Linked DNA regions of Mus musculus: regions 2, 3, 4 and 5 are each linked to region 1. Evidence: chromatin contacts called from public promoter capture Hi-C data. All regions are on one chromosome and are shown on one strand. The core of a region is the stretch at or near the end of the contact, and the rest is flanking DNA. Distances in the headings are between cores, read along the strand shown.

Region 1 (5,621 bases), core at 988-3,487:
ACCGGAACTGGAGCAGTTTTAGCATCAAACAGCCTAACTTTACCTCTTGGAAATTTAAAATTCAGAAAGTAAGTGGGCTCCCTGGAATTCTCTGTCAAAGTCCATTAGTAGTAACGAGTCATTTGCTGAAGATTTATATTCATAATGTCACAGGCAGTAACGGGCAGAACACACATCTAGGCTGAGCTCTTAGACTGGGAACCTTTCCCATGAACACATTTAAAAACTTAGAAAATGAGATCGTGTGCTTATCCCAGACAACCAAGAATACGTCTCAGAATCCAGTGAGATGGCACATGCTAAGGGTTTCTGTGAAGTTTAAAATACTCAGTGCCCTTCTGGTAATAATAAAGTTAGTTCTCAGATTAACCTCATTAACGATATGTTCGAGGAACCATAACATCCCATAACATCCCATGTACAGAGCAGGAGCCAGAGGAGGGGACACACGGCTTGCCCAGCCCTCCTTTAGGAGCTGTGGTGGCAGAACCAGTCCCACGACTGATAGAGGGGTTGCTCTCAGAGTTTCTAGGCATGCACAGTAAACACTTCCCTTTTCGACTTTCATGGATTCAGGTTTCTTTGTAAATCATCTCTTGTTACTAGCTAGTTATCTTGTAGAAACCTCTGTTTCTGGCCATAGGCCATCCTTCAAGTGTGGATTCAAGTTATCTCCCAGAATCTGTAGGGGGTTGGTTACAGAGCTCAACTAGGATTCCAAAATGTTCAGGTTTCTTATATGATTAATATACTATCTTCATATAAGCAATGCATACCCCTTACTTTAGGGGTTATTTTAAGTTTATTTTGTATGTATGTGTGGTATGTATGTATGTGTATGTATGTATGCACCACATATGGGACTGGTGCCCTTCGGGGACAGAACAGGACATTGAAGTCCCTACACTGAAATTATGGAAAGTTGTGAGCTGCCATGTGGGTGCTGGGAACCAATTCCAGGTCTTCTGCAAGAATAAGCACTCTTAACTACTGAGCTATCTTTCCCACCCAGCATATGCCTTTATTTTTAAATCCCTCTCCCCCTCGTTTATATGTTAATACGAATACATTTTTCCCCCCATTTCTCGCCTGTGATTGCTTGAATCTGCCAATGTGGAACTCAAGGATACGTTGGGTCAACCATACTTTTATTGTTGTTTTGAGACAATGTCTTGTAATGTAAGCTGTTGCTGGTCTAGTACCCATTACGCAGGCAGGCAAGCCTCCAACTCATATCAACCTTGATTTAACCTCTGAGATTCTAGGATTACAGATCTGTATCAGGTGCAGATCTTTTGATATTTTAAGAGGATTTAGGGAGGGGCATGAGTTAGATCTACCATCCCGAACCATAAATATTGCACAAATGGTAGTTTGACTAAATGATGAGATATACTAAAAACATTCAAAGGAAGTAGACTCTTGAAAAACACCACTTAAGTATGACTAACAGCAGAGAAATGAAGTCACAGCGAGCAATTAGCAGATGTAGAGCAGTGGACCTTCAATACGAAAAGGTGATTCTGCTTGATGCTCACTATCTCAATTGAAGTGAAACCCGATTACATAATGTTGTGTTAGAAGTTACCTAGTGGTTGATCTTGGGCTGATTTAGGGTTGGAGGCACACACAGAGATAGAAGAGGAGGAAGAGGAAGAGGAGAGAGGGGAGGAGGAGGAAGAAGAGGAAGGGTAGTTTTAGAAAGCAAAGAACAACTCTAGTTTGGTTTTATTTATTTATTGACTTATTTTATTTATTTGGGGTTTGTGACAGCAGGCTTCTAGAAGTCAACAGGAGTCTGGTCTCTCTCACCATGTAGATTCCAGTGGGTGAACTCAGATCTTCAAATGTGGTCAATGCCTTTATCCACTGAGCTGTTCTGAGCTCCTTGTTTTAGCTTTAAGGATTTAGTCTGTGATTGTTTCCTAAGGAATGCAGTTTCCAGAAAACATCAGGCTCCCTCAGCTCTCTTTTTTGAGACAGGATCTCACTTTATAGCCTTGGCTGGCCTCGAACTCGAGTCTACTTGCCTGGCTCAACCTCCCCAACACTGGGATTACAGGCGCACCACCTTGACCTTCAGTACCTCAGCTGACCCCAGCCAGATGGGCTAAGGCTGTCGGGCCACCTCAGGTCTCTGGGCAGCCCTTCCAGGAACACGCAGCCCGCCCCCCGGCGCGCGGCCGCCGATTGGCCAGGACCGGACCGGGCGTGACGTCAGGCCCCGCCCCGCCGCCCTTCGACCCCGCCCCGCGGGGTGGGCTGGCAGTTTAGTCTAGGGCAGCTGAAACCGGTTTGAGAGGCGGCTGTAACTGGGCTCCTTGCTTCCTCGGGCCACCTAAGGGAGCGCTGGCGAGGCGCTGACGCTCGGCTCCGTCGGCCGCGGCCCAGGCTCTCGGCGCGGCCCGGAGCGGCAGGTGAGGGGGGCCGGCGGTGCGGGCGGGCGCTCACGCGGAGGGGCGGGCGGGCGGGCGGCCTGGTGTTCCGGAGCCGCGGTGCGGCTGGAACCCCGGCTGCCACGCGCGGCTGCGGTCCCACTGAGCGGCGTGACCCAGGACAGCCACGGAAATCCCGGGCGGAGAATAGGGGAACAAAGAAAACGGCGGAGCTGGAGCCCAAGCCCTCGGTGCCTCCCTTCCTCCGCGCCCCCTCAGTCACCTCGCGCCCGCACTGGTGACTCGCGCGGTTTTGACAGCTGCTTCTTTCCCCAAAGTGCCTAGAAATTAGTGCCCGCGAAAGAAACTCCGGGTGACAGTACAGCCGGGCGGGGGGAACCCAGGGCTTTGTGTAGCTCCTCGTCCGTGCCCTCGGTGACGTTTTAGGGCTGCGGTCCCCTTGGCGTCGCCGGCTTGGAGGCAGTGGCTGCCCCGTGCTGCTTCATCTGCCGGGTCCGGCCAGAAGCCCGAGGGCTTGGAAGCCTGGAGTTTGCCGGTTTCTAGCGATTCTCTGACTCTGCAAGCAGCAAGCATGGTCGGGTCTAGAGTCCCCTCTTATACTCCTGTCCCCTGCCACTCTGGGTCTCCTGCCCACTTAACTCTGCCCTTCAAGCTGCTGCCTGCTACATTTCTAACACAATAAGGAAAAGAATAAATACAAGCTGTCAGCCTCCCCTCTCTCCCAAATTGCTCAGTGTTCTAGAAACACACAGCACAAAATAAAACTGGTAAACCCCATGCAGTGGCTTACATACTAGGGGAAATCAGTGTTCTAAACAAAATTTAAATCTGTAAAGAGAGATACAGGAAATTTGCACCCGGAGAACTGGTAAACACAAGAAAACTGAATAATATTTGGTGTGTATAAAAAGTTGGTGGGTGAGTCAACTATTTGTATATAATAAAAACGTGTAATAAATGCATATGAAAATGATATCAACACGAAATGAAAAGCATTTGTAAAAAATCCCACTGCATGTCTAAAGATGATGAGATGTTAATTTGGCTTAAGGACTGTCCAAAGGCTAATGCCTTTGCTTAATGAAAAACCCATTCTTGTCTGCATATGTTTGATTAAAATATTAGCTGAAAGTATATGGAGGTCTGAGAAATGGGGCCATAGTGATCCCCCCACTAACACGGGCAGACATCAGTGTGGTCACTTAACCTGCTTCTTAATTATAGGATATTCTGAGAATCTGCTAGAATCGAGGAGAATTAGAAACAGCTTTTTTTTTCTTTGAAAAGTTTTAAAGGAAAACACAGATGTTCTTTTTTGGCCAGAAATATGTGCTTTAGCTAAAAATACCCACTTTCAGTTCAGCTGTAAGCTAAATGTTTCTGTCCCTTTGGGGTTAGCTTAAATTTCCAGTATGTTTCTCAAGCTGATAAACCAGCTAGGTCTGAAACTAGCTAGGTCCACAGTTGAAAACATTCAGCAAAAAAGAATAAACTTTTTTGTCAGGAGGAACTGTGAAAAGTTTTGATGTCAGTAAGTTATGGTGGGTGACATTTAAAAACTCCTTGAGTCTTTTAACAAACTTCAAATGGGCCAGACACAGGCTGCAATGCACACTTTTTTTTTAAACAAAAAAACAAAAAACAAAAAAAACCAAAAAAACAGCCAGGGCGTTGAAGTGAGATCCAGCCTCAAAAATAAGTAAGCAAATTAAATTAACAGCTCAAATTTACCTAAACGTGCTGTGTAGTATATATCTTTAGGTAGTACAAATTGGGAATTGCATTGGGAAAGGAATTACCAAAGCCAAAACAACAAACTCCGTAGTGAGGCGGTAGGTGAGCTGGTTATCTGTCTCAGCCGGGTGTGCAGTTACTAGCAGTTTTTACTCTTACCTTTTATGTGTATCTGAAAGACCTCCTTCATCCAAGTTGGGATATTTTTGTTTGTTTAGCAGAAGAATAAAGGTAGATGTAAACTTTGAGATCCTCAGTAGAACAGGTACTTTCTAAAACACTGTTACTGCTGTTTTGGAGGCGGTTGGGTGCTGAAGCTGTCCTGCACCAAAATTTTGGCCTCTGTCCATGGTCAAGTGAGCTGCCAGCACAGCGCCTTCCCAGGTTTGCTTGGTATGGTGCTACAGTTTTTGAGGGGTGAGAATTGAACTAGATTGCTGACTTTTGACAATTCAAGTGGACGATGGCACTTGTCTCCTGGACTGTTCTGTGTTTCCATGTGTTTGTCTCTGTGTAGTGCACCAGCTGCAGCTGTTACTGCTGAGTTGTCAGCGCGATCTCGCAACTGTAGAGATAGAAAACTTGGCTGTTTTCTCTTTTATTAAATATCCAGACTGTTCCTGGTTGTCTAATGAAGTAGATGTTTAGAGCTAAATTTGTACTCACTGTTAGTGTGAGTACATGGAAATAATTACATGTGACATCACTTACATTTGATTGAATTGGTTATAGCCAACGAGTAGTTAGCTGAATACCAATTCTGAAGTCTTGTAGATGAGCTTGACCTTAGTTTAGAATTGTAAACACTGGGTGAAAGTTCAGATTACAGTGTAAGATTTATAGGCTGGTTAGACTCACCAGAAAAGGAAGCTTGCTGAGAGGCCTGAGGGCCTCACTGCTGAGAGCCTGTGTGATCCCCAGGACCGTTCATGGGAGGAGAGAACCAACTCCTGCAAGTTGCCTCTGACCGTCATGTGTGTACCTTGGTCCTCCCTCCCTTTCCCCTTTTCTCTCTTAAAACACAAAGAGAAATTGAAGTTGGTTATTCAGTCAGTTGCTGAGTTATGGGTTTAGTCTGTCTCTTAAAATTATTTCAGTGTGCTGGATAGTAGTGGTGGGCACCTCTAATCTCAGAGGCTAACGCAAGCAGATCTCTGAGTTTGAGACTAGCTTGGTCTATAGATTCAGCCAGGGCTACAAAGAGAAACCCTGTCTCAAGAAACAAAACAACATTTAAATTCATTCAGTAACTTTAAAGCTTTTTTGGTTAGATTTGGGTCTGTTAAATGGAAGGTTGCAGTATCTCAATGAACCATTTTACTCATTAGAAAGTGCTTGTATGCTCAGGGTTTTGTCAGCTATTCTAAAAGAACTATTGAATATTCAGATAATCTACAACTTTTTTTTTTTTTCAAGACAGGGTTTCTCTGTATAGCCCTGGCTGTCCTGGAACTCACTTTGTAGACCAGGCTGGCCTCGAGCTCAGAAATC
Region 2 (5,621 bases), core at 1,056-3,555, 1.7 Mb after region 1:
ATTAAAAATATTTATTTTTATTTCCTGTGTAAGTGTTTTGCCTGCATGTGTGCCTGGTGCCTGAAGTCAGAAGAAGGCATGACATCCCCTGGAACTAGAGTCATAAATGATCATGAGCCACCATGTAGGTGCTGGGAACCTAACCCCAGTCCTCTGCAAGAGCAACAAGTACTCTTAACCACTGAGCCAGCTCTCCAGCTCCATTATGGTATTTTTTACTCCCAAACGAAAAGTTAAGTTCTACAAGAATAAAATTACATACAACTTGTTTACCACTGTATCTCGAAGCCTAAAATCACAACACGCTAAACTATTAGACCAACCCCCGAAACACTGGTGCTGAGGTTCCTTGGTTTCTCCATTGTAAAACTTAAGAGTTCATCTTGCCACTGATCTCTGAGTCCCCTAGAAGATCTAACAGAGATCTATTACTTTAACATTCCAAGCTTCTCCCTTACAACTCTCTTCTACTACAGGGGCACTGGCAAAACTCCACCTTCTGGACTCTACCACTATGTCTGCAGCTTTTTTTTTCCATTTGGAATTCTTCTCCCCAACTTCACGCTTGCAAATCCTACTTAACCTCACATGCTCAAATTCAATGTCACCTCCTCCTCCTCCTCCTCCGAGACTTCTCTGCTTACTGCTAGCCAGTCACACACTCTCTGCCCCTTCATTTCCACAGGTTCTCTTATGCCAGGTTCAGGCCTCACTCAGATCAAATGACACTCAAATGGGTGGCTTCTAATGTCACCACTTATCGGAATCCTGGAAGACCGACCACCTGTTTGTATTTTGCTTTTAGCATTTACCACTATCTGAAATTATCCTGCTCATTCCTTTTGCCTAGTTACGTGTTGACTGCCTGTCAGCCCTCACTAGAACATAAGATCAATTGGAGCAAGAATCAATCCTACGCCACGTTCACATTCCCTCACTTTCCCACGTCAAATGGGGAACCCAGTCAACAAATATCTGCCTGAGATATGGATGACACTGTAGGTCTTATAACTTCCCCTTGCTGTGTTCCTAACTTCTTGTGGACCACATCAAACTCTGGATGATGGATCTACCTGTGTGCATTATCCAAAAATTCTCTCACAACAGAAGCAAATAATAGATAAAAGCTAATTAAAAAGTGATCTCTCCAAGAGGTTCTGCCCCAAACCAAGCCAACTGCATGTTGTGGAGAATCTAGGGCTAATAGGATTCTCCTCTCTAGACAACCCCGTTCCAATAGGCCAACAGTGAGGATCCAAAAACTAGTTTCTTCACTTTCCTTGGAACAACAACCAATGGTACTTTTATCCCTGAAATCTTACAACCCAGCCTTACCTTCTATTTTCACCCAACATGTCACTTCCTCGGCTGTACTTCTTCCAGACACACATATCTCCAATCTCTTGGGCTGGTCAAAGGCAAGTGCTGAAGAACTCACTCACTCACCGTTTCCTTGATACCTCATTTATCCTAAATAAGCCCGTTTTCGAGGTGGGCTTTTATACTCTTCAGGACCCACATCTAACCCACAGCAACAAATGCCTCCCGAGTGTTCCCGTTCCTTCTCAATCTTCCACCACAGGCAGACCCGAAGGCCACCAAATGAACATCCCTCCAGGAGGCAAGCCATCATCAAACACAGTGGGGCAAATTCTACCCTCGCGATTTCAAGCCCTGCACCTGCCTTGGGCCTGGAACATCAGGCTGGGCCTGCACTCCCCACCCGCACTCACCTGAAGCGGCCCCCGCAGTGCTGGCATTGCTCGCCCACCCAGCCCGTGGGGCAGACGCACTGGCCGGTGCCAGGGTTGCAGCGGCCGCCGTTGACACACGGCCGGTCACATTCCTTGGCCTCGGCTGCGGCCGAGCCCGACACCGCCGCCGCCACCGCAGCGGCCTCGGCCTCCCGGGGCAGCGGCAGCAGCAGCAGCGAAAAGAGCAGCGGCAGCAGCGGCGGCGGGGGCAGCGCCCGCGACAGCACCCGCGGTAGACACAGCCGGGCGCGCGGTCCCGGCCTCCAGGCCCCTGTCGCGGTGCAGGGTCGGTGCTGCCTGCCCTTCCTGCCCGCAGGCGCTGCTGTCGCCGTCGTGCTCCCCCTCAGCCGCGCCTCAGTCGCCGCCGCCGCCGCCACCGCCACCATCTTCCTGGGGCTGAGCCGGCGCCCAGCGAACACATACACACCCCGCACGCCGGCTCCCCTTCGCCTGGCCGTGCTAGGCGGGGCCGGGCGACGGTGGCCCGGCGGGTCCATATCCAAGGCGGGGCTCCCGCTGTGCGTCGGGCAGGGGCGGGGCTGGCATGCGCGGGGGCGGGACCAGGGCCGTGGTCTTCCGGCGTGCCCAGCATGTAGACCTGCTCAATGCCAGGGTCTTAGCGCGGATGAACATCGCCTAGTCTACGGAGGCTCTTTGCTTTCCGCACCGCGCTACGACGAGTTAGCCAGTACCTCCTTACAGTGGCTGCCTGGCTCTGCTAGACAAGCTGACTGTGGTAAGTGTTACCCTTTGGACGCCTCCAAAGCTCAGCTTATAACCCCAACTCCATTTTGGTGAGAAACCGGACCCAAAAGGCTAATGATGTCGTGTGTTGCTAGCTGAGACCTGAAGAAGTAGTACTTACTGCATTCGCGTTTCTAAACTAGGGATAACAAAATGGCACGTGTGTTAATTAAGCACCTGCATATGAATAGATGTGTAACTGACTGAATGCACACACAGCCAGGCTTTCCTTGATAGCGAGCGGATTGAACCAGTGGCAGACCATGTCTATGTGTACCTTAAATTCTGCAGGAGAAGTTTAGCATTATCTTGTACCCCACGACCTATCCATATTCTCTGAAGAAAGAACAGCCCAGAATTACCGGGAGCGCTCTCAGCTTGCACACCCTTCTTGCTAACGCCAGTGCCTCTCCTACTCCCAATGATACATACTTCCCAATAGCATAACCTTGTATGGGCCACTACCCTGGAATGTACGCTGGACCTTGACTATATTAAACCGATAGAAGGATATGGTAAAGAGATAACGTGTCAGTTCCAGCTCTGATCTTATTTTTTGTTTCTTTTGTTGCTTGGTCTGGTTTGGGAGGTATTTGTTTATTTGTTGTCCTGGGATTCTCCTGCTCTTCCACCTTGGAAAGATTCATACAGAGGTCATATGGAGAGAAAAGGTCCCAGGCAAATGAATCTGGTAAGCTTATAGCTGGAAGAACAGTCACTGAGTGAAGAAGCCATATGGGTTGTTTTAGCCATCTGAGTTGTTCCACTAAAAGAATAGATAGATAGATAGATAGATAGATAGAGATCTATTTAGTTGGCTTACAGGATGCAGTCCAAGTAGTTCAACAATGGCTGTCCCACCCTAGAAAGGTGCTTGATCCACAAGACTGGACTCCACAGTCCCAATTCGGTGCTGGAGTCCTAAAAGATTCCTGGAGATCTCACTGCTGATCCAAAGAAGTCAGTTCTAATATCAGTGAGGTAACGCTGCAGAAACTTGATAGATGACCTTCCCTCCAAGAATAAGAACAAGCAGACAGAAAGCAAAGTTTCTTCTTCTCTGTCCTCTTATCTGCCATGAGAAAGTGCTACACAGATTTAGAATGAGTCTTCCTGCTTCAGGTAATCTGATTAAGACAATTCTTCATGCCCAAGAAATGGTGGCCCACACCTTTAATCCCAGCACTTGAGAGGCAGAGGCAGGTGGATCTCTGTGAGGCCAGCCTGGTCTACAGAGTGAATTCCAGAACAGCCAGGGCTACATAGAGAATCCTAGTCTTAAAAAGAAAAACCAGTTCTTCCCAAGAATGCCTATGTGCTTGTGTTGTTGTTGATCCCAGATACAGTCAAGTTGACAAGCAAGATTTCTCATCAAGTCTACATTATCTAAATAGGAACAAATCTTTCCTGTGTCTCATCCAGTGAGAGGCCCATTGCTCTTTCAAGCAATGTTTCAGCCTGCTTTAGAGAGGCTAATCAGAACTTTGCCTCATAATCTTGGGCTGTGCAGAGTATACTTATGCAGGTACTTGAGAGTTTGGGCACCTGGTCCTGGAAAACAAAGAAAACCTCACATACATGTATGAAACCTCTCTGATTAACCTGGGAGTAGAGAATTGGAGTGCACCCATAGTCAGACACCAGTGTCCAGCGCAGGCCCTGACCTTGCTCACTCTGCATCCCCTGAAGGCCTGGTAGAGCTGAACTGCATACACAGCAGCCTCACCCCAGCTATCCCAGGGCTCCAAACCAGATTCCAGTCTTCACATTTGTTCATTTCTTTGTCTTTTCTCTTTCTCCTCTACTGTGTTCTACATACGGCTGTATATGATGAAAGAAGGAAGCAGGAGACATGGACCTACCATGGTCATGTGGTAGACTACACAGTTACAACGTCTCCTATTGAATCTCACCTATCCCCGTGCCCGCCTCTCCCCCTCTCCCCACGGCCCCCGCTCCTGTTTTACCCTTAGCTCCCTGCTTCTGGCACTGTTTGGAAGCCTGTGGGCTGCGCTGCCTTGGAGCGTGCTCCTGCCTCTGGTTCTCCTTGCTTTCCCTTATTCTGTATTGCTACCATGTAAGCCATCCTCCACTCCATGCGTCTCTCTGCCACAGACAGCTGGGAACTCTGCCACGCCTTCCCTGTGTGAGAGACTGAAATCCTTCTGTTAACAAGAGCCAAAATAGATACTTCTTCCCTTAAGTTGCTTTTGCCAGGGCATTTTGCTCACAGAAGCACAAAAGAGGCTAACACTGTCTCCTGCCATGAAGAGAGGAAGCCTTTCTGGGATTTTCCAGTCTGAGATTCCTGGGTCACACAAAATCTTGACGATTCTTTCCAGCTGTCTCGGAACACTTGCTCTGGGGAAAGCCAGGGGCCATCAAAGAATTCCACTTTTCTGAAATTGCCATACTAGAAGGTAGCTATGCTCCAACCTTTCTAATCTACAGCCACTCAAGACGTCTCACTTGAGTACCAGATAATCAAGTAGCCAAGACAAGGACTCCCTGCCAAACACAAGTTACTAGTATATGAGCAAAATAAGTAAGAGTACTTGTTTAAGCCAGTAATGGGAATGACTGGTTACACAACAAAAAACTAACATATCCTGTAACTCACTTTCAACAAGGACAAGAGGTCTAGTGATGTAGACCCAATTAAGAATTCATCAAGAAAGGGCTGGTGAGACTACTCATGGTGGTACATGACTCCAGTCCCAGCACTGGGGAGGCAGAGGCAGGTGGATCTTTGTGAGGCCAGCCTGGTCTACAGAGTAAGTTCCAGGACAAATCAGAGATACATAATAGACAGATCCTATTTAAAAGATTTTTAATAAAAAAAAAAAAAACAAAAACCAGAAAGGGTTGGCTCAGTGGGTAAAGATGCTTGCCGTGTAAAGCTGGCAACTTAAGTTCAACCCCTGAAACCTGTATAAAGGTAGAAGGAGAGAGCTGACTCCACAACATTGTCTTCAGACCTCCATACTCATCCCATAACATGAGCACACACAGTAATAAATTTAAAACAAACAAAAATACTCACCTAGGGGTAGTAACACATGCTCTTTCAATCCCAGCACTTGGGAGGCAGGGGTAGGTGGATCTCTGAGTTCAAAGCCAGCC
Region 3 (5,621 bases), core at 2,337-4,836, 1.4 Mb after region 1:
AGAGGCCCAGTTCCCCACTCTCCATTTCCTGGAAGGAGGAGAGGACTCTGACTCAGACAGTGATGAAGAGGAGGACGATGAAGAGGAGGATGAGGAGGATGAAGATGAGGAGGATGATGAGGATGGTGATGAGGTCCCTGTGCCCAGCTTTGGGGAGGCCATGGCTTACTTTGCCATGGTCAAGAGGTACCTGACCTCCTTCCCCATCGATGACCGAGTGCAGAGTCACATCCTTCATTTGGAACACGATCTGGTCCACGTGACTAGGAAGAACCATGCCAGGCAGGCGGGAGTTCGGGGTCTTGGACATCAAAGCTGAGCTGCTGGACATAGCTGTACCCCAGCCCAGATGGGCTGCTCCTGCCCAAGGCAGAGAACTCTGGGCAGCTGCTGGAGATGGCTGGAGAAGCCCAGGGCTTTCAGCAACGCTTCGCCAGGTTCCAGGCTCCAGGCTCTGAGACAGGCCCAGGGGCTGAGGTCCCCCTCACTGCTGTTGCCTCTTTCTCAGAATCCTCTTTCCTCCCCATTAGTCCCTGGGCTCAGGGCACTGGATGGGTGGGGAGCTGTCCGGTGCTACCACACCATGCCATCAGTGGGCTAGATCACAGCAGCAGCCAGGGTTGGGTCCTGGAAGCTCTTGGCCAGAGAGTGCCTCTCCCCCTGCCACCCAACCAGGTCTTTGGTGGGGGGATCCCAAAGCCATTCTGGAAAGGGCTCCAGAGGAAGGTCTAGCCTAGGCCCCCACAAAACTAGCAGCCCCCCTCCTGCATCTCTAGGCTAAAAGAAGCACAGTGTAACTTAGGGCGGGCTCCCGAGCCTGCCTCTGCCTGCTTTCCACCTCCCCAGATCCCTTTCTCTGGCCCAGTCTTTGGCCCTTGGTTTTCTTTCCAGATTGGAGGTTTCCAGGAGGCCCTCCAGGGGCGTGACAGCAGGCACCTCCAATCTGGGTAGCTACAGGCCTCTGCCTCATCCTCTGCAGACCCCCATCCTGGGCAGAGGGGCCTGGGGCTGGGCCCAGAGTCCAGCCACCCAGGTGCTCCTTTCCCAGCTTGAATTCAATAAATCTGTCCACTCCCCTTTTGTGGGAGTGAATGTTTTAACAGCCAAGGATGCATCCTTCATGGTCTGGGCTTGCGTCTATCTTGGGGGACACATCCCTTCCCGATTCCCCTTGGTTCTTGCCGTTAGCGGGACATGGAAGCAAGGTTTGAGTAGATGGACGTGACTGGGGTGAGTGGCAGGCGGTGACACCCACATCTAAATGTTACAGAATTCTGGGGAAGGAGGGTGTTACATCTTTTTGATAGTCTTGAGGAACCTTAGCCTTAAACTTTGTTAGTGAGAAGCTCCGGGTGGGGTAGGAGATAGGGAGCAGGTCAGCCCATATGCACCTGATGACCCAGCCCACCAAAGCTAAAGTCAGCAGGAACAAGAACAACTTTGGGATGGCTGTGAGCCAGGTTGGAGCTGGAGGTGCATACAAGGCACCCTTATCTTACCCTACGAGGGAGTTCTTCCGGCCTTTGATGGACATTTTCAAGCCTGTTAGCCACAGCACAGTAACAGAAGGCAAAGTTACTGGGAAACAAATTGCAGCCCCATGAATTGGTAGCTCGCTGTGCAAGGCCACTCCCCCCACTCCAGTCCAAAGGTGAAGGCGGCATGCCCTTCTTTCAGTGCCCAGCCCCTCCCCTCATGGCTCTTCCTTTCTGAGGCCTTCAGGTTCCAGCCAAGGAAAAGCCTGATCAGGGTAGTACCAAACCGGTTTTCCCACCTTGACTACTGCTGGCATATTACCCCTGGTAAATCCCCAAACCCAACATAGCCCAGCCACCAAGTTCTCCCTACCGTGGAATGTAAAGGGGTGGGGGATATCTAAGTCCCCCTTTGTGCCTTGTTTGCCTTAGGTGGGGGCCAGAAGGGTTGAGTCTTGTATTTCTAACACTAGGGGATTACCTCCCTTGGAAATTTGTTTTGTATTTTTTAATGCAAATTTTGTTTTTATTTATATTAAGGTAGGGAGGAACCAGGGCCTATAGCAATCCTGGTAAGTGTCTCACGGCCGAGCCACACTTCCCCTTGAAAGTTTTGAAACAAAGTCCACAAAGTCAAGCAAAGGGGTTGAGATTCCATATGACATCACCCCCTTCCTCTAGTTGGAAGCCTGGAGGAGAGGACCAAAAAGTCTAGTCTACCCTGTGGGCTTGCTCTGGAGTAAGTAGGAGGGAGCAGTGGCCTTTTCTCTAGATGCCCCTGGCTAATCCAGGACCTTTGTCCCAAGTTCCAAGTCAAATCTCTTTGGTCTGTCTCCTGCCAACAAGAATCTCTTCTACTGGACTCTTATGATTTAACACAAGCTGTTGCTAATACGGCCCCTTTTGTGTGCTAGGTGCCAAACACTCAGGTGCCCTTATGAAGTAACAAAAGCCATGACAAACAGGCAGAGAGCTTCAGTAATATGCCCAGTGCCACATCCATTAGTCTATTGGAAGCAAACTTTCTCCTTCCTTAGGCAGGCTCTAGAAGTACCCCTTTAGTACTGTGTTTCTTCCCTAAGGAGGGACCTGTGTTCCTAGCCCTCCTGGTTGCAGAAATCAATTTCCAGTTCAGACCAGTTCAGACTAGCCTTTAGAGGGAAGCAAGGGCTGTGACCCTGTCTGTAGAAGCTCTTGTCTTCAGTGTACAGTCGACGTGCAGTCCCCCCAAACCCATACAAATTCAAGATGCTTATACTTGTAAATTACTTTCCAAGTACATCTTTGGGACAAGAAGATGAAAACTGTTTCCATTTTACAAAGGAAATAGGGTTAAGGAATTAAATGACCTTCCCTAAGAAACTGGCTTTAATCTGTTCTCCCTGGGAGTCTGGGTTACATATTAAAGGCTCCAGTAGAGCACATTGCTGGGATGAAGAAATGGCAATGACCTGCAGAGTTTCAGGGGAGGGAGCTGTCGAGAAGCACTATTAAACAGCCTTTCAGAGGCAGGAGAGATGGGTTAGTAGCTAAGAATACTGCCTGTGCTTCCAGAGGATCCAGATTTGGTTCTTAGCACCAACATGGTGGCTCACAACCATCTCTAAAACCATTTCCAGGGGGATTCAACACCTGTCTTTTGAGTGTACCCAGCACACACATAGTACACATATATAAATACAGGTAAAACACCCATACCCATAAGAAAATAATTTCCAAATAAACAGCTTATCACACAATCTCGATGTGTATCATATTAGCAGAGCTCTGCACTGTCCACCCCAACCTCCCACCCCAATGGTGACTTGTGTGGTGGTGCTGCTATGCTGCTTCCTTTAGAGCTGACAAATGACACAGAAAGGGAAAGGGGTTTGGGGACATAGTACATTTTCGTAAAGCCCAGAATGGGTCAGTGATTGTTCAGCAGGTGGTGTTGGCAGATAGGAGATGCCTTCTTGGGGAGAAAGGAAGATTTAAGAACAGCTAACTGCCCTTTCAGAGCTTGGGCCCAGGGGAAGGTAACATGGAAAAACTACAACTCCCAGAAGTCTCTGTTTCCAAGCAAGTAGCGACGGTTGCTATGGTTTCGGAAAACAATATGGCTGCTCCCAGAAGGGATTTGTGTCTGTGCCGAATAGGGACCCAAACGTATATCTGAACGCTCGCAGTTGCGAGAGGAGGCATTTGAAAGGTCCTGGGGCTGGCGCTGGGCTCTGTCGGGAACGTTGAGGCCTTGCTCTGGATCCAATGGAAAGCAGCGTGGATGAGGAGGCTCTGCACCAGCTGTACCTCTGGGTAGACAATATCCCTCTGTCCAGACCCAAGAGAAACCTCTCCCGGGACTTCAGTGACGGAGGTGTGCATTGTTGTGTGTTTTAAAATACTGTCTTTATGTATGTTTAATGGACTTGTGCATATGCTATTGTTGTTATGTGTATATATAGAGTGGGGCGGCGTGGGATCCGTATTTTGGGACTTTGATTGTGGAAGCGTGCAGTTGCATGTTTCTTCTATTCATGTGTGAAGAATGTATGTCCATTCTATCTTGTATGCATGGAGTGTATCTGTGTGTCTTCCTTCAGGGGCTTTAAGAACTAAGCTGTGTGTCTGTGAACCTGTGTTTGCTCACAGAACCTGTGTTCTGCAGTCTGTCTTGTAATTTTTGTTGTTTTGTGAGATAGTCTTGAACTCCTGACTCCCCACCTCTACTACATTCCTACGTTTGCCTCTCAAAATCTGAGATTATAGGCACTGTGCCAGTACTCCTGTTGTTTGTTTTTAGTGTGGTGCTAGGGAGTCAAACCCAGGGCATTGTGAACGCTAAGCAAGCTTGCTACCAACAGGGCTAAATCCCTAGCCTGTGTTCTTTTGTATTGACATGTTCTGTCCTGCATGTATATGATTTTTTGGGGGGTTGTGTGTTTGTTTCTCAGGAAAGGCTCCTGTATTTAAGAAATGCATAGTTCTGTAGGCAGAATGTCCTTCATTTCTATGTGTATAATTGAAGAGGCTATGTGTGTATGTGACTTGTATATTTGTGTTCTATGTGTGTTCTCATGCATACTTGGCATTTATTTGCTGTGTGCATCTATACATTCTGCCCTACATGCATCTGCAGATGGACATTTTCGAGACACATAGTTTCTGTGTAGCCCAGAACTCACTATTTTCCTGCATCCTGTGTGATGGGCTTGCAGGCATGACCTACCATGCTGCTTAAATGGCCCTGGGGGGTTGAGTGCAGTGCTTTGTCCATGCTATTTGAGCATGCTGCCAACTAAGCTATACCTCCCTTCCTGTAGAAGGATGTCTTTCTGCTTGTGTTAATCAGTGATTCTTCTGAGACGTGTGTGTGTGTGTATGTGTGTGTGTGTGTGTTCCTGTGAATTCCTAGGATAAGGCTGCAGACGCCTATAGGGCCCTCTTGGAGACTGAGTTTTCCTGTGATCTGAGGTTGAGGAATATGCTGAGAAATGGAGGGATCTTGAACAGATCACTGATCTGACTTTCTTTGTCTCCTTTCTGTGAACCTTCCCTTTTCTGTATCTCTACCCCTTCTCCCTTGATCCTATGCTCCTGCCTTTTGTATCTGACCCCAACCCTTTCCCCTCAGTCCTGGTTGCAGAGCTTATCAAGTTTTACTTCCCCAAGATGGTGGAGATGCACAATTATGTCCCTGCCAACTCTCTCCAGCAGAAGCTCAGCAACTGGGGTCACCTGAACAGGTAGTAGAATCCCTGGGTGCAGAAGTAGCTTTGGCTGGGGATGTGGCTTAGTAGTAGAATGCTTGGCCTAATGTTCAGACACACAGACACACAGACACACACACACACACACACACACACACACACACACCTGGGTTGGTTCCTAGCAATACAAAATGCTAAACGACGACTATGACAACACCTCTTATGATCTTGACAGGCAGGCTGGGACTGCTGGTGAGGTGAGGGGGGTGTAGAGGAAACAGAAAAATCCATTTAGAAACAAAATCAAGGAATTACTTTATCTGGATAGAAACAAAGAACTTGGAACACTCAAGCAGAGAGGACTTCAGATGTCTGCCCTTCCTCTGGTACGATGTCCATTTCTTTTGCATTTTCCTGGTACCCAATCCGCCTATCTCATATTCACCCCCTAGAAAGG
Region 4 (5,621 bases), core at 1,914-4,413, 1.3 Mb after region 1:
TTTGAGACAATGTTTCTCTGTGTAACCACCCTGGCTGCCCTGGAACTCCCTTTGTAGACCAGGTGGGCTTTGAACTCAGATAACCACCTGCCTCTGCCTGCTGAGTGCTAGGATTAAAGGCCTGCACCAGACAGATTCTTTTTGGTTTTTGAGAGAGGGTTTCTCTGTGTAGCCCTGGCTGTCCTGGAACTTGCTCTGTAAACCAGCCTGGTCATGAACTCAGGAATCTGCCTGCCTCTACCTCTGGCTTGCTGGGATTACAGGCATGGGCCTCACATCTCCAATTCCTAATCCAATTACTGAATTGGGCCCAGCAACTTGTGTTCTAACTCTCCATGCATGTGAAAATGTGCAGGTGCAAACTAATGTTCATTTGTGTGTGTGCACGGGTGTAGCTCCTCAGGTGCCCTCTACTTTTTGAGCTAGTGTGCCTCACTGGCCTGGAACTTTGCCGAGTAGGCTACACTAACTAGCCAGTGAATTTCTAGGGATCTGTCTGCTCTCCCATGTGGCCATCAATGGCACAAGCCACTGTACCCCTAGCTTTTTTACCTGGGTTCTGAAGCAAGCAATTTACTGAACAAGCCATCTCCCCAGCCCTGTAGGCCATTTTTACATTCAGTACTTGCTAGTCATAACTTTTCCCAAGACAGCCTTGAACACACACATACACAAGTCATGTTTATTTTGGTCTAAAGCAATGGGAAAAAAAGAACAATTCAATAAAACAGTAGATAGAGCCAGGCAGTGATGGTGCATGCCTTTAATCCCAGCACTTGGGAGGCAAAGGCAATCAGATTTCTGAGTTTGAGGCCAGCCTGGTCTACAGAGTGAGTTCCAGGACAGCCAGGGCTACACAGAGAAACTCTGTCTCAAAAATAACAAAAAACAAACAAACAGAAACCAGTAGATAGAAGGAAAAGCACAAAGGCTAAAAAAATTCCTCAATTGCAGAGTAGCTACTTGTCAGTGGGCACCATTCTTTTGGTCAGTGAAACAGACTATCACCACATACCTACCACAGGAGTTCACCAGGCTGAATTGTGCCAGACTAACAACTAATCAAAAACAACACTGCAAATTTGGTGACATAATCATCTACATATGGCTAATTGTCACATTAACCCTCTAACATTGATGCTCAGGTTAATGTAATACAAACCCACAAAGGAACTTCAGGTTTTTCTGTTGCTTAGAAATCAGGTGCTTGATGCACAGCCTATAACTTCAGCACTTGGGAGCTAGAGGAGAAGATATCCTGGAACATGAGATTGTCTTAAAACAAAAACAAAACTCAGGTGCTTGGACTGGAGATACTATATACAGCTCAGAGACAGAACATTTACCACATGTACAAAGCCCTGTGTTCCAACCTACAACTGAAAGAAAGGAGAAAGGGGAAGAGGAGCCTGGCACTGGCACAGTATATACCCAGCACTGAAGGGTCTGCCCTGAGGACGAGGCCAACTTGGGTAATTCATCAGACTGCTCTCAGCCGGGCGTGGTGGCACATGCCTTTAATCCCAGCACTCGGGAGGCAGAGGCAGGCGGATTTCTGAGTTCGAGGCCAGCCTGGTCTACAGAGTGAAGTTCCAGGACAGCCAAGGCTACACAGAGAAACCCTGTCTTGAAAAAAACCAAAAAAAAAAAAAAAACAAACAAACAAAAAACAAAAAAAAAACAAAACAAAACAAAACCTGCCCTCAAGTCTGACAACCTGAGCTCCATCCCCAGGACTGGGCAAAGTTGTCCTCTGACCTACACCAATACAGACACACACGATAAATAAGTGTAATAAGGAAGTTATTTATCAAGCAAACGATTCTACAACAGGAACTCTTTGAAAATCCGTTTTCCTTTTTTCTTTTAGGACAGGGTCTTAAATTTCATATTCCTCTGCCTCCACCTCCCAAGTGGCTGGTATTATAAAATCTCTTACAAGTCGAGAAAAGAAAAAAAAAATATATACATATAGTGATATAAAGTACTAAACATACATACATACATACATCCTCCAAACCTTCCATGGCAAAACAGAGCTACATCCAATCGCTCAAATCATCGATAAAAGCAACTGGGGTGGGGGTGAGCAGGTAGGGCTGGGCGCGGACTATCCAACAGACCTCACACATCAAGCCACTTCCCGTAATTCTCATAGCCTGCCTGCACTCAGCATTTACCTTCCTCATACCGTAATCTGATATCCAGGTCTTAACCACATGTAAAACACAGACAGCTATGCTGAAAAGTTCCTATTACAGTATTAGGACAATTGACACTTTCAGCAGTAGTCGTGGATGCTAGACAACAGCCCTAAAGGCTTTAAAGGGGAGAAAACACACAAGACAAGAAACACAAATTGGTAATAAAATGAGAACCCGATTCTCTGAAAAGAGTAACTCCCTAGGCTTAAGAGTAACTGAGGAACAGGTCGACTCCCTTCCAAAGAAAAGGCTTTACTGCCCAGAATGCTATGGCTGAAACCGGAATTCCCGTGAACTAACGGAAGGGAAACGGGGGAAAACCTCTGGATGCGAGATGACCTGAATTCTCTCGGGAAGAAAACCGAGCAAAGCTTAGAAGCGTATCGAGCCCAGAGTCGAGTTTTGGGCCTGCTGCGCCTCAGGGGCATTTTCTAGCAACCTCCAAATTAATCACCATAGAAAAGGCTTCAGTTGTGAGCGCGATGGATGATTCAAAGGGACTTGGGAGAGGAGGAGCCTTCTCAAGAAAAAAAGAGGGAGTCTCAGGAAAAGAACACCCCAGGGGACAGGGAGGAAGTGGCGGGGAGCCCTCGCGCGGGCACCGCCGGCGCGCAAACAACGACGGCCGTGCCGGGGCACTTACGCGGCCGCCTCTTCCGGAGGCCTTCGGCGCGCGGGCGGCCGGCCGAGGTGGAGCCGCCTAGAGAGCCGGGCCGCTCCCGTCTCACACTCTCCGCCTCCCCGGACCCCGACGGCGCCGCGCTACTCGCCCGGCGCCTCAGCGGGTCCCGCCTCCGCGCTTCCGAGTCCGCAGACTCGCCGACCGCGGCTGAGGTGGCGGCAGCCCTGCCCTGGCGCTCCATAGGCGCGCCAAACCGGCCCGCTCCCATCCGCAACAGCCGCCGCTGCCGCCCGAGCCAGCCCCCCAGCGCCGCCTTGCCGCCTCCGCGCAGCCCGCTGGAGCGCAGGCGCACGCCGGCTGCCGCCTTTTCCGTTGCGCCAACGTGCAGCTAGCCAATCCGAGCTGGCTAGGGGCGGGTTCCAGAGGTCTTGTCCAATAGGCTCCCAGACTCCAGCCGAAGAGACCGCGCCACCATCCAACGACAGGCACTCTGGACGGATGAAGGCGGGGTCAGCGCAGGCTGGGAGCGATCGTGGAGGGGCCCAAAGGATTTGAGTGAGGGGCGCCCTCTCTTGTGCATCCGCGAGAGCGGTGGCCAAGCTGCTCCCCTATTCCCTAGAACTCCAGGGAGTCTACTATCTCTTCTCTGTTCACGAATCACTCCTTCCTCCCGCCCAATAGAGCCCCCGAAGCTACTGAGAAGTGTTAACAGAAGGAAGGACTCTGAGCTGCGACTAACCTTAGCCTTTGTCCCCGGGTCTGGTTCTATAGCTGCAGTAGGAGCCACACTACAGTCCACAAAGTACAAGCACCGTCTCTTCCTTTGTGCTATGACTTCATTCCCAGTACCAGAAGGAATGAAAAGACTGAGGTTTGTCTCCATGACAACTGGCGGGAGGAGGTGGATTCTAAATCCTTCACCTACTCCCCTTCCTGAAGAAGGCAGTATGAAGGCTTGGAAGTTAGGTTGGTTGGGGTTGTTGTTGTTGTTGGGGTTTTTGTTTGTTTGTTTTTCTTTAATGTGTTTGAGCATTTTTCATGCATGTATGTCTGTGACCCTGGTGTGTGCCTGATGGTCGCTGAGGGCAGAAGAAATCGAGGGATTTCCCCATATGGATCCCAGGAATCTAACCCAGACCTCTGCAAGAACAGCAAATGCTCTTAATCACTGAACCATAGCTCCAGACCCCTGGGTTTTTACAGAAGATGGATTTTTTTTTTAAATCGTTTGCCCTTCCCAAGTGCCCTAACCCTTGATATCCCACCCAGATATACCCCTGAAGCATTCCCTCAGTCCCTCAATTTTAAGTGACTGAGGCTTTCTCACAATTTCCTAAGTACCTTTCTTGGGAGGAGATAATGTCCCTTGAATAACAGCCCTCTTACCTTCTAACTTACTCCCTCACTAATAGTTCCGGCCTGAGCTTCTCTTGTGAATGCTGAAAAACACTCCCATACTTGCTCCAAACTAGTACCCCACAGTGTAGAATTAACTCTGGAAACCTTATTTCCTAACTTGAAATTCCAGCTTCCGCAGGAACACACACACACACACACACACACACACACACACACACACTGGATCTAACAAAAATCAGGAATGCCCATAACAGAGTAGGACTGCTCTTCAGAAGACCAGGAATCAATTCCCAGCTTCCACATGGCTCACAACCCTCTGTAACTTCTGGCCATTCCACTCTCTCTTCTGGTCCCCCTAGAGTACCAGGCAGCCACATGCTGAAGTAAGAATGCATGCTGCCAGCCTCTCATGCTGTCTCTGTCCCGTGTGTAGCCATTATACCGACCCAAATCACTGGGCTAGAGCCTGAGGAAAGCTCCTTTTAGGCTTTAAGCTAAAATCTTCAGACATCATTGGAATTCTGAATTATGTGTAAACAATAAAGACAAGATAGATGAGACAAAGTGAGAGCCATCAAAGCCCTACTGCTGAACTTAGCATCCCCCCCCCGCCCCCCACCTCCTAGGGCTGGGCATCCAGCCGGAGTGCATTGGATCTACAAGCCTGAAGTGCTTGCTATCAGAGGAAACTGTGTTCTTGCTCCTGGTGTTATCTGCAGACTGGTTAGCTGACTTTTGCCACCATGCCTGGCAACTGAACACACCTCCCTTCTTGTTGATAAGAACGAGGCCCTCTTAGCTAATCCATCTACATTTGTGGCTGCTGCCCCTGTAATGACAGCCACCACTCCCTGCTCCCGCTCCCACTCCCGCTCCTGTTCCTGCTCCTGCAGCCTCAGCCAAAATCGAAGCCAAGGAAGAATCAAGCCAAGGAAGAATCGGAGGAGTGAATGAATATGGGATTTCAACTAATTACAGAACCTTAACCAATCCAACCAGCTTTATTTGTAAAGTATGGAGATCAAGGCTTAAAGACATTTAGATGATGAGGCGACTTACCTAAAAGCAGATAAATTAAAAAATGACAGAGAACAGGGAGAGGAGGATATAGCTCCAGTAGAGAGTCCTTCAAATAGGGGAAGTCTTAGATTCAGACTCCATCATGGCAAAAAGAGAATAGGCAGGGAAGTTATACTATTCTCTGCCTGCATAATCAAAAGAAGGCAGAGACTGGAGCCAAGCATGGTGGTCCATGCCTGTACCTGCAGCACTCAGAAGGTTCCCAGGTTAAAAGCTACCTTGGGCTATGTAGGAAGACCCTATCCCGAGAAGAAAAGGGACAGCACAGATTGAATTATCAATAGATTTCTGAAAACCCACCCCCAGCTTTTTCAAACCATGCCCAGATTTGTTTCTTAAATATAATTCTCACCCTT
Region 5 (5,621 bases), core at 1,208-3,707, 1.0 Mb after region 1:
ATGTTGGCCTACAACCATCAGTAACTCCAATTCCAAGATATCCAATACCCTCTCCTGACCTCTCTGGGCACTGAATACCCATATAAATAACCCACAGCAAAATACCCATATACATAAAATTAAAATACATTTAATAAAACAAGTTTAAAATAAATAAAATGGAGAAGCTATTAATAAAGTCATCCCAATATCAATCTCTGGCCTCTCACACATACATACACCCATATGTGTGCACACGCGTACAACACACACACACACACACACACACACACATGAGAGAGACAGAGACAGAGAGAGAGAGAGGAGAGAGAGAGAGAGAGAGGAGAGAGAGAGAGAGAGAGAGAGAGAGGGAGAGAGGGAGGGAGAGGGAGAGAGAGAGAGAGAGAGAGAGAGAGAGAGAGAGAGAGAGAGAGAGAGAGAATAAGGAAAGAGAAAGAGAGAGAGAGAACCAGAGACTGGCAATGACCAGTTATCAAGCAAAATCAGCATTATTCAGCAAATTTCAGTCAAGTAAGCTAACATAGCTTGTGATTTTACTGATTATTCCACAAGCCCTGACATATAGAAAGACAAACATGTCTGTTTCTGACATAACATGAACTTCGTCTTCCATCTCAAAGGAAGTCCCTTCTGCTGAACCACAAAGCAGGTTCTCCAGGATCAGGGAGCCAGCGCTATGCCCATGAGCCTCCAGGAGCTCACAGTGCTTTGAGAACCAGTGGGGAGACTTGCAAGGAGGGCCCAGAGGGTCAGACTTAGATTGCCCCAATCCAGCCAACACTTCTCTAAGATGCTGGTTTGAAGTCTTGCTTTGAAGCCAGAATCCCACTGCTTTATTCTGTTCTATTCCAATTCCATTTGCCCTCAGCTGTAAAGAAGGCAATGGTCCCAGAGAGTTGCTGAAGACCCTACAGTAAGAATTGCTGAAGACCCTACAGTAAGACAATTCCAGTATTCACTCCCCAGGTACAAGCTCCTATCAGAATATCTGCCTTAGGAAGGCAGTGTGTGTATAAGTCATACTTTGCCTGCCAAGGGCTCAGCTCTTGTGGATCGAGTTCAGTGAATGGTCTGCAGGATGGGAGAAGAAGAAAGCTCATGTCACAACACAACTGAGGCTTTCATTGCTTCTACCATCCCACCATCTGCAACAAGGAATAAACCAGGCACCAAGGACATGCACATGACATTTTCAGAGCATCCTCCCGCATCTCTATGGCCTCGCTTCCATAAGCCAAGTCAAGGAAAGGAAGAAATGATGAAGAATGAAAGGTAGTGTTTTGAAGATGTATTTGTGCCTGCACTTGTGTGTGTGTGTGCTCGCGCACATCATGTGTGTGCCTACATGAGTTTATGTGCACCATGTAAGTACAGTTGCCTGAGGAGGCCAGTTTATGTGCACCATGTAAGTACAGTTGCCTGGGGTGGTCCAGTGGCATTGTGTCTCTCCCTATTGGTCCTCCTCCCTCCCTTCTCTTTCCCTTGCGTCCCTGCTTCCTAGCACAGCCCCGTCCCCTCTCCCCTCTGTTCTTCGTGTTCAGGCTTTACCCCACTATTCTCCACTCTTCTGAGAAGTATGGGCACTACTTTGGTGGCGCTGCTAACACAGTGAATCTTACTCTCGTTTTCACATGTGGGGAACCGAGGCACAAGACGCCGGAGCCTGAATGGTGGAGGCAAGCTACTCTGCTCCCTCCCTGTTAAGCACCCTGCAGTAACCTTTCCCACCCTCCAGAACGTGACCTTTTCTGCCCAGAGGGAGTCCCGAGTACTTCGAGTAGCAACAGGAAGATTTATTCTGACTTCTGATGCAGAGTAGAGTTGCAGGGCCAAAGTTGGTATTATTCAGAGTACGGGCAAAGTCCTAGGGCTGTGACCACACCATCTGGTCTCACGCCAGTCACGCCCATCTTCAACCCGCGCCCAAGCATCTTGACCCCTTCAGGGCTGTCTCAATGCCACCATCGCACCATAGTGGGTTTTGAGATCTTGGGCTGGCCAGTTGCCCTAGAAAAAAGAGGAGGGGCATCAAACCGCATCCAGACGTTCTCAAGTGGCAGCGTTTTTTTTAAATCATCCAGCCCTGAACCCACAGATCCTGGGCTCTTGCTGCTCTCTGGCGGCAGAAGCCGGGAGCCCGGAGTCCCGGGGAATCGCACCTTGTATGCTCCGCTAGGGCAAGGGCAAGCAGAGAGTGACCGCAAGTCCAGAGAGAGGAAGGGAGGCAGCGAGGAGCGCTGGGGCAAAAGCCGGGGTGCAGGAGAGCTGAGGAAAGGAGGATAAGGGGACAGCTAGGGCAGAGGACGGTCGTGAGCACCGGCGAGGACCCCCGCAGCCGCTGGACGCGCGGAGCCCCTTCGCTGGCTCGCGCCGGCCGCCCCCTCCTCCCTCCCCGCCGCCCCTCCTCCGTCCCGCCCCCGCGCAGAGTCCCCTGCGCTGCAGAGGCCGCCGCCTGCACTGACGCTCCCGGAGGAGCCACCGCTCGCCAGGACACGCTTGGAGAGGGGAGCAGGGAGCAGGGAGCCGGCCCCGGCCCTTGTTTTCTTGTGACTCTGCAGCCACCGCCAGAGCCCGTTCCCGTTGGGACCTTCACGGCCTGGTGACCTCCGCCCCGCTCTCCCTGCAGCACCGCTCCCCTGCGGCCCCTCTGCCGCGGGAACTTGGGCAGGACCGACGGGACCGGCGCGCGGGGCTGGCTCGGGCGCTGCGGCGATGCCCGCGGGCTCCCTCCCCGCCACTTGCTCGCCCTGTGCCTGGGCTCGGGCCCCGACGGCTGCGCCGTGAGATGACTTTCCGCGACATCCTGAGCGTCACTTTCGAAGGACCCCGGGCGAGCAGTAGCACTGGGGGCTCCGGCGCGGGCGGCGGAGCTGGCACGGTTGGCCCCGAGGGTCCGGCGGTGGGCGGCGTGCCGGGTGCCACAGGCGGTAGCGCTGTGGTGGGAACCGGCAGCGGCGAGGACAACCAGAGCTCCACGGCAGAAGCGGGGGCCGCGGCAAGCGGCGAGGTGAATGGCTCGGCGGCCGTCGGGGGGCTAGTGGTGAGTGCTCAGGGCGTGGGAGTGGGTGTCTTCCTAGCCGCCTTCATCCTCACCGCTGTGGCGGGCAACCTTCTCGTCATCCTCTCCGTGGCCTGCAACCGCCACTTGCAGACGGTCACCAACTATTTCATCGTGAACCTAGCAGTGGCTGACCTGCTACTGAGTGCAGCTGTGTTGCCCTTCTCAGCCACTATGGAGGTTCTAGGCTTCTGGGCCTTCGGCCGGACCTTCTGCGACGTATGGGCCGCGGTGGACGTGCTATGCTGCACTGCCTCCATCCTTAGCCTCTGCACCATCTCTGTGGACCGGTACGTGGGTGTGCGCCACTCGCTCAAGTATCCAGCCATTATGACAGAACGCAAGGCCGCTGCCATTCTGGCTCTGCTCTGGGCGGTGGCCTTGGTGGTATCTGTGGGACCGCTACTAGGTTGGAAGGAACCAGTGCCCCCGGATGAGCGTTTCTGCGGCATCACCGAGGAGGTGGGCTATGCGATCTTCTCTTCCGTATGCTCCTTCTACCTCCCCATGGCAGTGATCGTGGTCATGTACTGCCGCGTGTATGTGGTCGCGCGCAGCACCACGCGCAGCCTCGAGGCGGGCATCAAGAGGGAGCCGGGCAAGGCCTCTGAGGTGGTTCTGAGGATCCACTGTCGCGGCGCAGCCACTAGCGCCAAAGGAAATCCAGGGACACAGAGTAGCAAGGGGCACACCTTGCGCAGCTCGCTCTCCGTAAGGCTGCTCAAGTTTTCCCGCGAGAAAAAGGCTGCCAAGACCCTAGCCATCGTCGTGGGTGTCTTCGTCCTGTGCTGGTTCCCCTTTTTCTTCGTCCTGCCTCTGGGTGAGTGATTCCCTCACTTTAGACCCTTCCCCTCTGGGCGGTCCTTACCTGGAAAGCTTAGATGACCCACAACCTAACTGTGGAAGTTTATCAACTTCCTGTTCTCTTACTAGAGAGAGAGAGAGCGCGCCCGAGGGGTTCTTGATACTAATGTGTTTTCCCTTAAACAGGCTTCTCACTCTTTCTTACCCTTTGTAGATGTTACAAACCTCGGTCTTGCTTTAGTTCCTTGGAAATCTGAGCAAACATCAATCTGTATGATGTGATCAGTGTGTGTGATCCCCATAGATACCCATCTCTGGAAATAGATTGTGGGTGAGCCCACATGCATTCACTGGCAGCAGACCCAAGCCAGCCAGCCACCTTGTAGCTCAGCAGATGCCAGAAGTGCTGTGTTCTCCATAGACATCCATTTCAGTTGGCCCCACTGGTATCTGGGAGAACCCTGTGGGCTTTCCCTTCTGAAATCTTCTCTGGAAGAGGTTAGAGGAGGGGACTTGTGGGGGTGGGAAGGACAGGATAGGAAGTCTGTCAGGTGGACAATTACTATTGTTTATAGTCATTTACAGAGTGAACTAGTTCCCTTACAAGGGCCCTGCAGTCCTGGGGCAGGTACAACTGCTCTCAAGGGATTCTTCGCACCCCCTGAGCCTCTCTGAAGGTCCTGGAGCAGGGCCCAAGGGCCAGAACCAGCTCAGAGAGGAGAAAGGGGCAGCCTGTCTCAGGCTTATGACTGCAACCTCTCCTGGTGCAACCAGGGCCTCTCCTCCCTTTCCCCCATCTGACTGCTTGAACCTGTGAGACAAAGTCAGGGGAAGAAACAATGACCTGCCTCCTGATCCACTGCAAGTCTCTCACCTACACACACACACACACACACACCAGCAGGAGCAGCAGCAGCAGCCACAGTGACTTTTGTATATCGTAACTCGGTTGTGTGACCCTTCTACAAGTCCCTGAATGTTCTCATACTACTTGGGAACAAAATCCAAAAACTGCCTTCCATAGTCTACAGAAGGTAGCCTTCAAGGTTATTATTGTCCATACCGAAATAGGTCACTATTTAGTATTTACAGTAGGACCATGGGCATGAACTGAAGGAATCCCCAACAGATGTCCTCCCCATCTGAAAGGGGCTATTCCAGGAAGGGCTGCCTCTCTCTGTCCTGCCCTGACCCTCAGTGGGTTAGTTCCAGGCCAAGCCTGTCACCAACCTCTGTTCTTCCCTTTGATTATTTCAGTCTGGACTGGCCCCAAACCTCTTACCTAATTCCAAACCTGGGGGTCTCTACTTATATGCCCCTTTGGCTTGTGTTTCACACCTTCACTGGCTTTCCAGCTTTTCCTTTCAACTGTATGGTCACTGAACCCAGAACAGCACCCAGGACGGTGCCTGGCATATGAGGACATTGTTCCTCACTGGGGCACGGGCCCTGGTGTCAGGCAGCTTGAGTTCAAATCCCCACTCTGTCTCTCACCAGCTATGTAGCCTCGGGCCTCCGTGTCTTCATCTTTAAGTGAGAGTGGTGATGGTGGTGATAACCTTGACCTCGACATGTGTTGTGAGAGCCAGTGAGTGTTAGCATGAGTGTAACTGAGGCATATGTGAATGCCATACACCAACCCCCAGCTCAGGAGAAGGAATAAATCCCCCACTTGAAAATCATCAAGCCTGGGTCCTCTTTGGGATCGGAGAGTGTGACAGCAGTGAAGTTGGAAGAGGGGAAAGATGTTGCAATCACC

The links. Promoter capture Hi-C pulls out the DNA fragments that hold promoters and counts their contacts. Capture Hi-C pulls out chosen DNA fragments and counts their contacts.
Region 2: a contact with region 1 is called in a promoter capture Hi-C map of liver, with 5 times the contacts expected there. The contact joins the promoter of A730017L22Rik here to the promoter of Gpcpd1 in region 1. A contact is called at or near these places in 2 of 39 promoter capture datasets (liver and pre-B cells).
Region 3: a promoter capture Hi-C map of adipose tissue shows a contact between it and region 1. The contact joins the promoter of Spef1 here to the promoter of Gpcpd1 in region 1. A contact is called at or near these places in 1 of 39 promoter capture datasets (erythroid cells) and 1 of 9 other capture datasets (adipose tissue).
Region 4: a contact with region 1 is called in a promoter capture Hi-C map of liver. The contact joins the promoter of Pank2 here to the promoter of Gpcpd1 in region 1. A contact is called at or near these places in 1 of 39 promoter capture datasets (pre-B cells) and 1 of 9 other capture datasets (liver).
Region 5: a contact with region 1 is called in a promoter capture Hi-C map of stem cell-derived epiblast-like cells, with 2.3 times the contacts expected there. The contact joins the promoter of Adra1d here to the promoter of Gpcpd1 in region 1. A contact is called at or near these places in 2 of 39 promoter capture datasets (the 3T3-L1 cell line and stem cell-derived epiblast-like cells).

What each region holds. Positions count from the first base shown.
Region 1 is chr2:132,574,864-132,580,484 of GRCm38.p6, reverse strand. Gpcpd1 (glycerophosphocholine phosphodiesterase 1) reads left to right here and starts at 2,237. Exons shown (of 20, transcript NM_028802.3): 1 at 2,237-2,417.
Region 2 is chr2:130,903,080-130,908,700 of GRCm38.p6, reverse strand. It overlaps A730017L22Rik (RIKEN cDNA A730017L22 gene), which reads left to right and starts at 2,305. Exons shown (of 3, transcript NR_015523.2): 1 at 2,305-2,490. It overlaps Atrn (attractin), which reads right to left and starts at 2,206. Exons shown (of 29, transcript NM_009730.3): 1 at 1,734-2,206. The coding sequence starts at 2,140.
Region 3 is chr2:131,172,775-131,178,395 of GRCm38.p6, reverse strand. It overlaps Spef1 (sperm flagellar 1), which reads left to right and starts at 3,586. Exons shown (of 7, transcript NM_027641.2): 1 at 3,586-3,831; 2 at 5,089-5,200; 3 at 5,617-5,621. The coding sequence starts at 3,723. It overlaps Cenpb (centromere protein B), which reads left to right. Exons shown (of 1, transcript NM_007682.3): 1 at 1-1,107. The coding sequence ends at 319.
Region 4 is chr2:131,260,042-131,265,662 of GRCm38.p6, reverse strand. Pank2 (pantothenate kinase 2) reads right to left here and starts at 3,163. Exons shown (of 7, transcript NM_153501.2): 1 at 2,848-3,163. The coding sequence starts at 3,094.
Region 5 is chr2:131,559,333-131,564,953 of GRCm38.p6, reverse strand. Adra1d (adrenergic receptor, alpha 1d) reads left to right here and starts at 2,457. Exons shown (of 2, transcript NM_013460.5): 1 at 2,457-3,878. The coding sequence starts at 2,786. It overlaps Gm14285 (a long non-coding RNA gene), which reads right to left and starts at 3,178. Exons shown (of 3, transcript XR_374988.3): 1 at 3,094-3,178; 2 at 2,160-2,265; 3 at 501-2,007.